Regions from separate parts of the Salmo salar genome. Here region 2 is linked to region 1. A link is a contact called in public Hi-C data. All regions are on one chromosome and are shown on one strand. The core of a region is the stretch at or near the end of the contact, and the rest is flanking DNA. Distances in the headings are between cores, read along the strand shown.

Region 1 (3,521 bases), core at 764-3,263:
TCTGGCCACCATAAAGGCCTGATTGGTGGAGTGCTGCAGAGATGGTTGTCCTTCTGGAAGGTTCTCCCATCGCCACAGAGGAACTCTGGAGCTCTGTCAGAGTGACCATCGGGTTCTTGGTCACCTCCCTGACCAAGAACCCGATGGTCACCTCCTTCTCCCTCGATTGCTCAGTTTGACGGACGGCCAACTCTAGAACGAGTCTTGGTGGTTCCAAACTTCTTCCATTTAAAAATGATGGAGGCCAGTGTTCTTTGGGACCTTCAATGCTGCAGAAATGTTTTGGTACCCATCCCCAGATCTGTGCCTCGACAAAATCCTGTCTCAGAGCTCTATGGACAATTCCTTCAACCTCATGGCTTGGCTTTTGCTCTGACATGCACTGTCAACTGTAGGACCTTATATAAACAGGTGTGTGCCTTTCCAAATCATGGAAAGGGTCACACTAAACAAATCAATCGATTGAATTTACCACCGGTGGACTCCAATCAAGTTGTAGGAACATCTCAAGGAGGATCAATGGAAATAGGATGCACCTGACCTTAATTTAGAGTCTCATAGCAAATGGTCTGAATACTTATATAAATAAGGTATTTCTGTTTTTTTAATACGTTTGAAAACAAATCTAAAAATCTGTTTTCACTTTGTCATTATGGGGTATTGTGTGTAGATTGATGAGGATAGTTTTTTTTTTTTTAATCAATTTTAGAATAAGGCTGTAACGTAACAAGATGTGGAAAAAGTCAAGGGGTCTGAATACTTTCTGAATGCACTGTAGAGATTGAAGTTAACACTTTTGTAATAGAAAAAAATCCTACGTTCCTATACCAGCCTGTAAGACCACATAAAGTATTCTTGTCCTATGATGAAATTATACTGTAGGGCTGATCAGCCTGCCTTTATCTGTGGGTATGAGTTGGGCAGTCAGTGAGGCTCATTGTTCCTCTTCCAAAAGAAGGAAAGCCAATACAAGGGAGGGAACAGCTCCAGGAATGCTTGGGATTCTGAAATGTTATTCTCTAGGGAAAGTTTATTTCTGTCTTTTATCTGGAACCAGGGGAACGTTTCTCTCTGACACCATTCTTGTTCCTCACTCCACAGGTACCCACTGTATATTATATCCTCTTTATTGTTATTTTATTGTGTTTTTTTTGCTAAATATTTTCTTAAAACTGCATTGTTGGTTAAGGGCTTGTAAGTAAGCATTTTACTGTAAGGTCTACACTTGTTGTATTCAGCACATGTGACAAATAACATGTGATTTGATTTTGATTTGAAAAATAAAAAAATACATGAAATAAATTTGAATCATCACGTGGTTGCTATGGAATTGGATAAATATTGACTTAGTAAATTAGTAGCCCTAAGTAGACTATGTGAAGGAAAGATGCCACTATAATGCTAACTCTCCTACGGGATATTGGTGTGATTTTGAAGATGTTGCCATGAGGATAAGAAATTGCTTGTTGCCATGACCATGTATCCAAAACTCTTCCCAAAAAGTATTAAAGCTGCAGTCATAATAATAAATAGTTATTGTATTTGTGTGTGTGTGTCAGAATATATAAAATTAACATAGTTTGCCCAGGACATTAGCATCAATTGGTATGTTAGCTAGGTCTGTAATCTGTAAATTGGCTGAAAATAGCTATATTTCCAGGGAAATGTAGACTTACGTCTATCATTTCACGTCAATAATGGTCCTCACTGTAGGATACTCGGTGAGTAGGCTAACTTTCAGTCTCTCTCTCTCTCTCTCTAGTTGTCTCTCTCGTGCGTGAGGTTCCCGTTGTAAAACTAGAGCCGCTTTAAAATATATCAGTACTGTAGAAATAGTAGCCTGCACATTTGAATTCCCTTTGGGCGAACACGTTTATGGAGCTCCGCAATGGTACATTTCAATCAGTTCACATGCGCTCCTTCTCCAGTACAGAAGGTGTCGGTAACACCATTTCTGTTCCCCTGTTTCACTCTGTGGTTCTCGACGCAGTTCCAGGAAGTGTTGATTACCGTCGTGCTAGCAGCACTAGCTGGATCACCATTAATACTTCCGGTTTTCGGATTTAGCCTCCAAAATAAAAGTACGCTGTAAACGCCATGTGTATGCTATTGCATCCCATTGGTTCCTGTATGAACACACCCGTATCCCCCTTACGCCTCGTATCACACCGACAGGGTTTTGCATTTTGGTTCGACCAGAAATACATTCATTTCTGATGGAACTCTGCGTTTGTCTTGCATCATTGCTTTGCAGAGGCAGTTACATTGCGTTCTCTGTGGTGCGTACGTTGGATTTATCGAACATATGTGTCAAACTGTATGTGAAGACAGAAATGGTAGCAGAAGTTGAATGTTCAACTTTTGTTGCACACATATCCAGATGATGCTGTGTAGCATTTTGTGCAATAAAACTGTAGGTGTGATCATGGCATAATAAAAGCCTACTGGTAAAAAAAATATGCAATTAATTATTTTTTAAATAAATCATTATTTGCATTGTATGATTCGTGTTTATTTACTGGTGCTGTTGTTAAAGGATGCGATTTTGAAATGTAATGTTTATGAAAAGTCTGTATATTTGTTGTATTGCACAAACAAATTGCACTGTACAGGAAAAACAATAGATTGTGTGTCTATAAAACTCGGGTCCAGTCTACTCACTAGAGTCCCTAGAATACAAATCAGATGAGTTTGAACAAAAAAACTAGGTCATAGGAAGTGTTGCTGGGCTTTTACTGTGGTCAAATGAGGTGCCTGGACAGTATATGATACAAATACAGCACTGTACATGAAAAACTATTCTTTGTGCCGATGTAAAAAAGTGGGGTGGGGAATACTCAGTAGGGTTTGTAGACTCTATATATGGTTTCATTTCAATAATAATACGGAGTGTTGCTGGCCTTTTACTCCACCCATTACATTGGCCACAATGCAAATCACCTCAGTGGTGGTCGGTGCCGTTTAAAATGAGGGAGGATGATTTATTTTACATTTTTTATGAGCATGGCCTTATTTCTATTACTGCATGTTGGATGACTGTCATTCATTTGCCCAGCTCAATGTAACATTGATAGGTTTAGGCTACTACATTTTCCCTGTACCCATCATGAGGTTGCTACAACCTAGCCCATGAATGAAAGTTTACAACGTAGGTAGACAGGTCGAAAGAATTTTGAGTAATCAAGGTGGCAGACAGTGACACATTCAATACCACCATTACCAGGGTGCAATCATTAGTCCAACCGTCACAAATGAGAGTTTCTATTGGGCAGTAGAGGTGCGTGGGTAAAATCACTGGGGAAGTGTTGTTTGCTCTATAACCTGTTAATTCATATGCCTTGCGACTGTGATATATAGGCCTACAGCAGAGACAATAAGAAGACACTGTGGCAGAATCAATTCTTATACCACACCTTTGTTTTAGCACAAAACCAGATAGCAACCTCTTTCCAGTGAAGTCCACAAAGCATATTGCACGTACAATAACGAACAGGTACATGACCTACAGAATGGTCAAGCAA
Region 2 (3,521 bases), core at 627-3,126, 400 kb before region 1:
AGCTGATGTAAGAAGGGCTATATAAATACATTTGATTTGATTAATCCCATAGAAAATCTGTGGAGGGAGCTGAAGGTTCGAGTTGCCAAATGTCAGCCTCGAAACCTTAATGACTTGGAGAAGATCTGCAAAGAGGAGTGGGTCAAAATCCCTCCTGAGATGTGTGCAAACCTGGTGGCCAACTACAAGAAACGTCTGACCCCTGTGATTGCCAACAAGGGTTTTGCCACCAAGTACTAAGTCATGTTTTGCAGAGGGGTCAAATACTTATTTCCCTCATTAAAATGCAAATCATTTTATAACATTTTTGACATGCGTTTTTCTGGATTTTTTAGTTGTTATTCTGCCTCTCACTGTTCAAATAAACCTACCATTAAAATGATAGACTGATCATTTCTTTGTCAGTGGGCAAACATACAAAATCAGCAGGGGATCAAATACTTTTTCCCCCCACTGTAGGTCACCTATTTTGGATTCTAAACACCGAATTTCGCCAAAAGGTGACTAGTTTGCATCCCTGCCGATAGGCGGGGGCAAAGGACACTGTCTACCTAGTGATGCTACGTTTGATACTGGAGCTCAGAGGCACACGTCGAAATAGATAAGTGTACTTCAAAGCAGGGTGCCGATGCCTGTATCAATTTATCAGAAGCATGTGATCAATGACATCCGAAGCTTCGTTTCGTTGAACAACCACCTGATCGGTTTGGTAGAAGACAAAAAGGCTACGGGATGTGGGACATCACCTATAATAATTTGGCTGCTCTAAATTCTTTTGACCAGCAGGTGCCCATAGTTGGTCAAAGACTCGAGTAATGGACCTATTTGACAGAATTTGGTGAAAAACCTCAATGCTTCAGGAAGCTTAGTTTCCCCATCACTAGCTAAGGATTGTTGCCCCGTCACTTCTTCCGTGGGGTTTATCAGCGGTTGGCATCCAACGTTATGGTGCATTACCGCCACCTACTGTACTGGAGCGCCCCCTACTCCCTCCTGTGAACCAGAGTCCTAGCTTAAAAACGGACCAATAGAAGTATAAAGAGGGGTGCTGCTGATGCAGGAACGCCTCAAAATGCGGGTCGCAATGGCACCCTTCTCGCCTAGCTCTATCTAACCAGCAAACCAGGCTATGAAGCTGTCTTGACGGAATAAGGAAGACAGTGGTGAAGGTGACTTAATTATGTGATACGGGAAAGTTACCTCCAAATGGTTGACAAGTCCCATGTTTAATTACAATAAGGACGTGGGATATTCTATCTACAACGACCCGCATGTAATTGTTGTTCCAGTGTTTAGCACTATCTATATTCAGCGTCCTTCAGGACAGGTACAGAGCAACCCAACACCATCACTTATACGTACGTCACGAGTGCATTAGCTAACAGCTATCGTAAGTAGCTAGCTACCATAAGTAGCTGACTGTATCTTTAAGTTTTAACCATGTCAAGTAACAATATTTGATCGATCTGTACTCATTGACGTTGTCACATTTGTGACAGTTGTGAAATGGTCAACCAAGATACGAATGGAAAATGCAAGACCATCTTACCAGTAGCTAGCAATGTGTTAGCTAGGTGGCTAGCAATACCCGCTAGCTGTCGTCGACGTCGGGCTGGTATGTTGTTGGTGGTAGAAAGAAAGCCAGTGAGGAGCTGAATTGAGACGTATTTCAAATAGCGAGATGTAATAAGTATCCTGGATCCATTTTCCAGAGATGGTGATTCAACAGCTCTTCAATGTGTATTTAAATCCACACCTAATTTTAGCCTGTGAAACGCTAGTTTGCTTGCACACGTATGATTATTAGCATAAACCCCGTCTTCATAACATTTCCTCCAGATCATCTGCAGGGACTGGAGTTCCGCGGGTGGGGGCAGACTGTACAATTGTGAGACCTATGTGAAGCTAGCCACAATAGTGGAATTTGCGGTTTGTCTTCAACATAAAAGTCCCTAATTGAAAGTAATGCAAACGGATACAAATATTTGAATCATGTCATATTTGGACAATATGTTAAACAAGGTGGGCATGTTATATACATTTAACAATCAGTTGAAATCACACTGGATGTAATAGACTTCATAATTGCATTGGGGGCATACTTATTTATCTGTACAGCCTCATCTATGGCTTGTGGATCAATGACGTGGGGTATCAGTCTACTCAGTGACACCCACAGAACAACTGTGAATAGTTTACACAAATATTAGTATCATAGGACTTTGACTGTAGGCTCAGTCAGCCTACTGTGGATATTTATATTCATAATGATATTGCACTGTACAGTCTTACCTATGGATTGTGGATCAATGAAATGTGGTATCAGTCTGCTCAGTGACATCCAGGGCCACAGATATGAGCAGTGTACCTCTTATTGCAGGACATTGACTGTGGGAAATCACTTCAGTACAATATGAATGTGAATACGCACAATAGGCTGACAGGGGAGGTGATTTCCCAGTCAAAGGCCCAGCAATATGAGCTACGAGACTAATATTTGTGTAATCCTTCACAGTTGTGTTCTGTGGGTGTCACTGAGTGGACTGATACTCAATTGCATTGATCCAGAATCCATAGGTAAGCCTGTACAGTGCAATATGAATGTCCAATACACATTGAGCTGGACTGGTAAGCTTAATGTGGCTCATTTCACAGTGGTTTCAGTCCCACAATATGAGCTACGATGCTAATATGTGGGTAAACTCTGCAGTTGTTCTTTAGGTGTCACTGAGTAGACTGATACCCAATTTTATTGATCCATAAGGCTGTACAGTGCAATATGAATGTCAATACGCACAATAGGCTGACTGGGGAGGTGATTTCCCACAGTCAAAGTCCCACAATAAGAGCTACGACACTAATATTTGTGTAAACCTTCACAGTTGTGTTCTGTAGGTGTCACAGAGTAAACTGACACCCCATTTCATTGATCCCCAATCCATAGGTAAGGCTGTACAGTGAAATACCAGTATGCCCCCAATGCAATTCTGAAGTTTATTTGTATCCATTTGCATCAATTTCAATGAGGGACTGCATTGTGCCACATTGGGTGGATTTGTTGTCTTAAATACAGGGCCTTGACATCCAATTAAATGAGTTAATGGACAGAAAAGGTCCCCTAAATGGCCAGAAATATTGTCCAGAAATTCAAGGATTGTACAGTTTAAGAAAACGTCACCAACACTGAATTTATTAGCAACTAAAACTTGCTTAGTGTACCTTCAGTCATAGTTACAATGTATACTGAACAAAAATATAAATGCAACAATTTAAAAGATTTTGCGTTACAGTCCATAAGGAAATCAATTAACTAAATATATTCATTTCACATGACTGGGCAGGGGCGCAGCCATGGGTGAGTCAGAGGGCATAGGCCCAACCACTGGGGAGCCAGGCCTAGCCAATCAGAATTAGTTTTTCCTCACAAAAGGGCTTTAGTACAGAGAGAGATACTCCAGTTTAATCAGCTGTCCGGGTGGCTAGTCTCAGACGATCCCACAGGTGAAGAAGCTGGATGTCCT

Evidence for each region. Hi-C and Micro-C count contacts between places; a contact is called where the count stands out from the background.
Region 2: a contact with region 1 is called in a Hi-C map of muscle, with 20 times the contacts expected there. The contact joins the promoter of LOC106561933 here to the promoter of LOC106561924 in region 1. A contact is called at or near these places in 2 of 3 Hi-C or Micro-C datasets (gill and muscle).

Annotation. Positions count from the first base shown.
Region 1 is chrssa11:8,239,381-8,242,901 of Ssal_v3.1, reverse strand. It overlaps LOC106561924 (tetraspanin-4), which reads right to left and starts at 2,013. Exons shown (of 7, transcript XM_045688973.1): 1 at 1,677-2,013.
Region 2 is chrssa11:8,640,600-8,644,120 of Ssal_v3.1, reverse strand. It overlaps LOC106561933 (MAP kinase-activating death domain protein), which reads right to left and starts at 1,876. Exons shown (of 36, transcript XM_045688991.1): 1 at 1,550-1,876.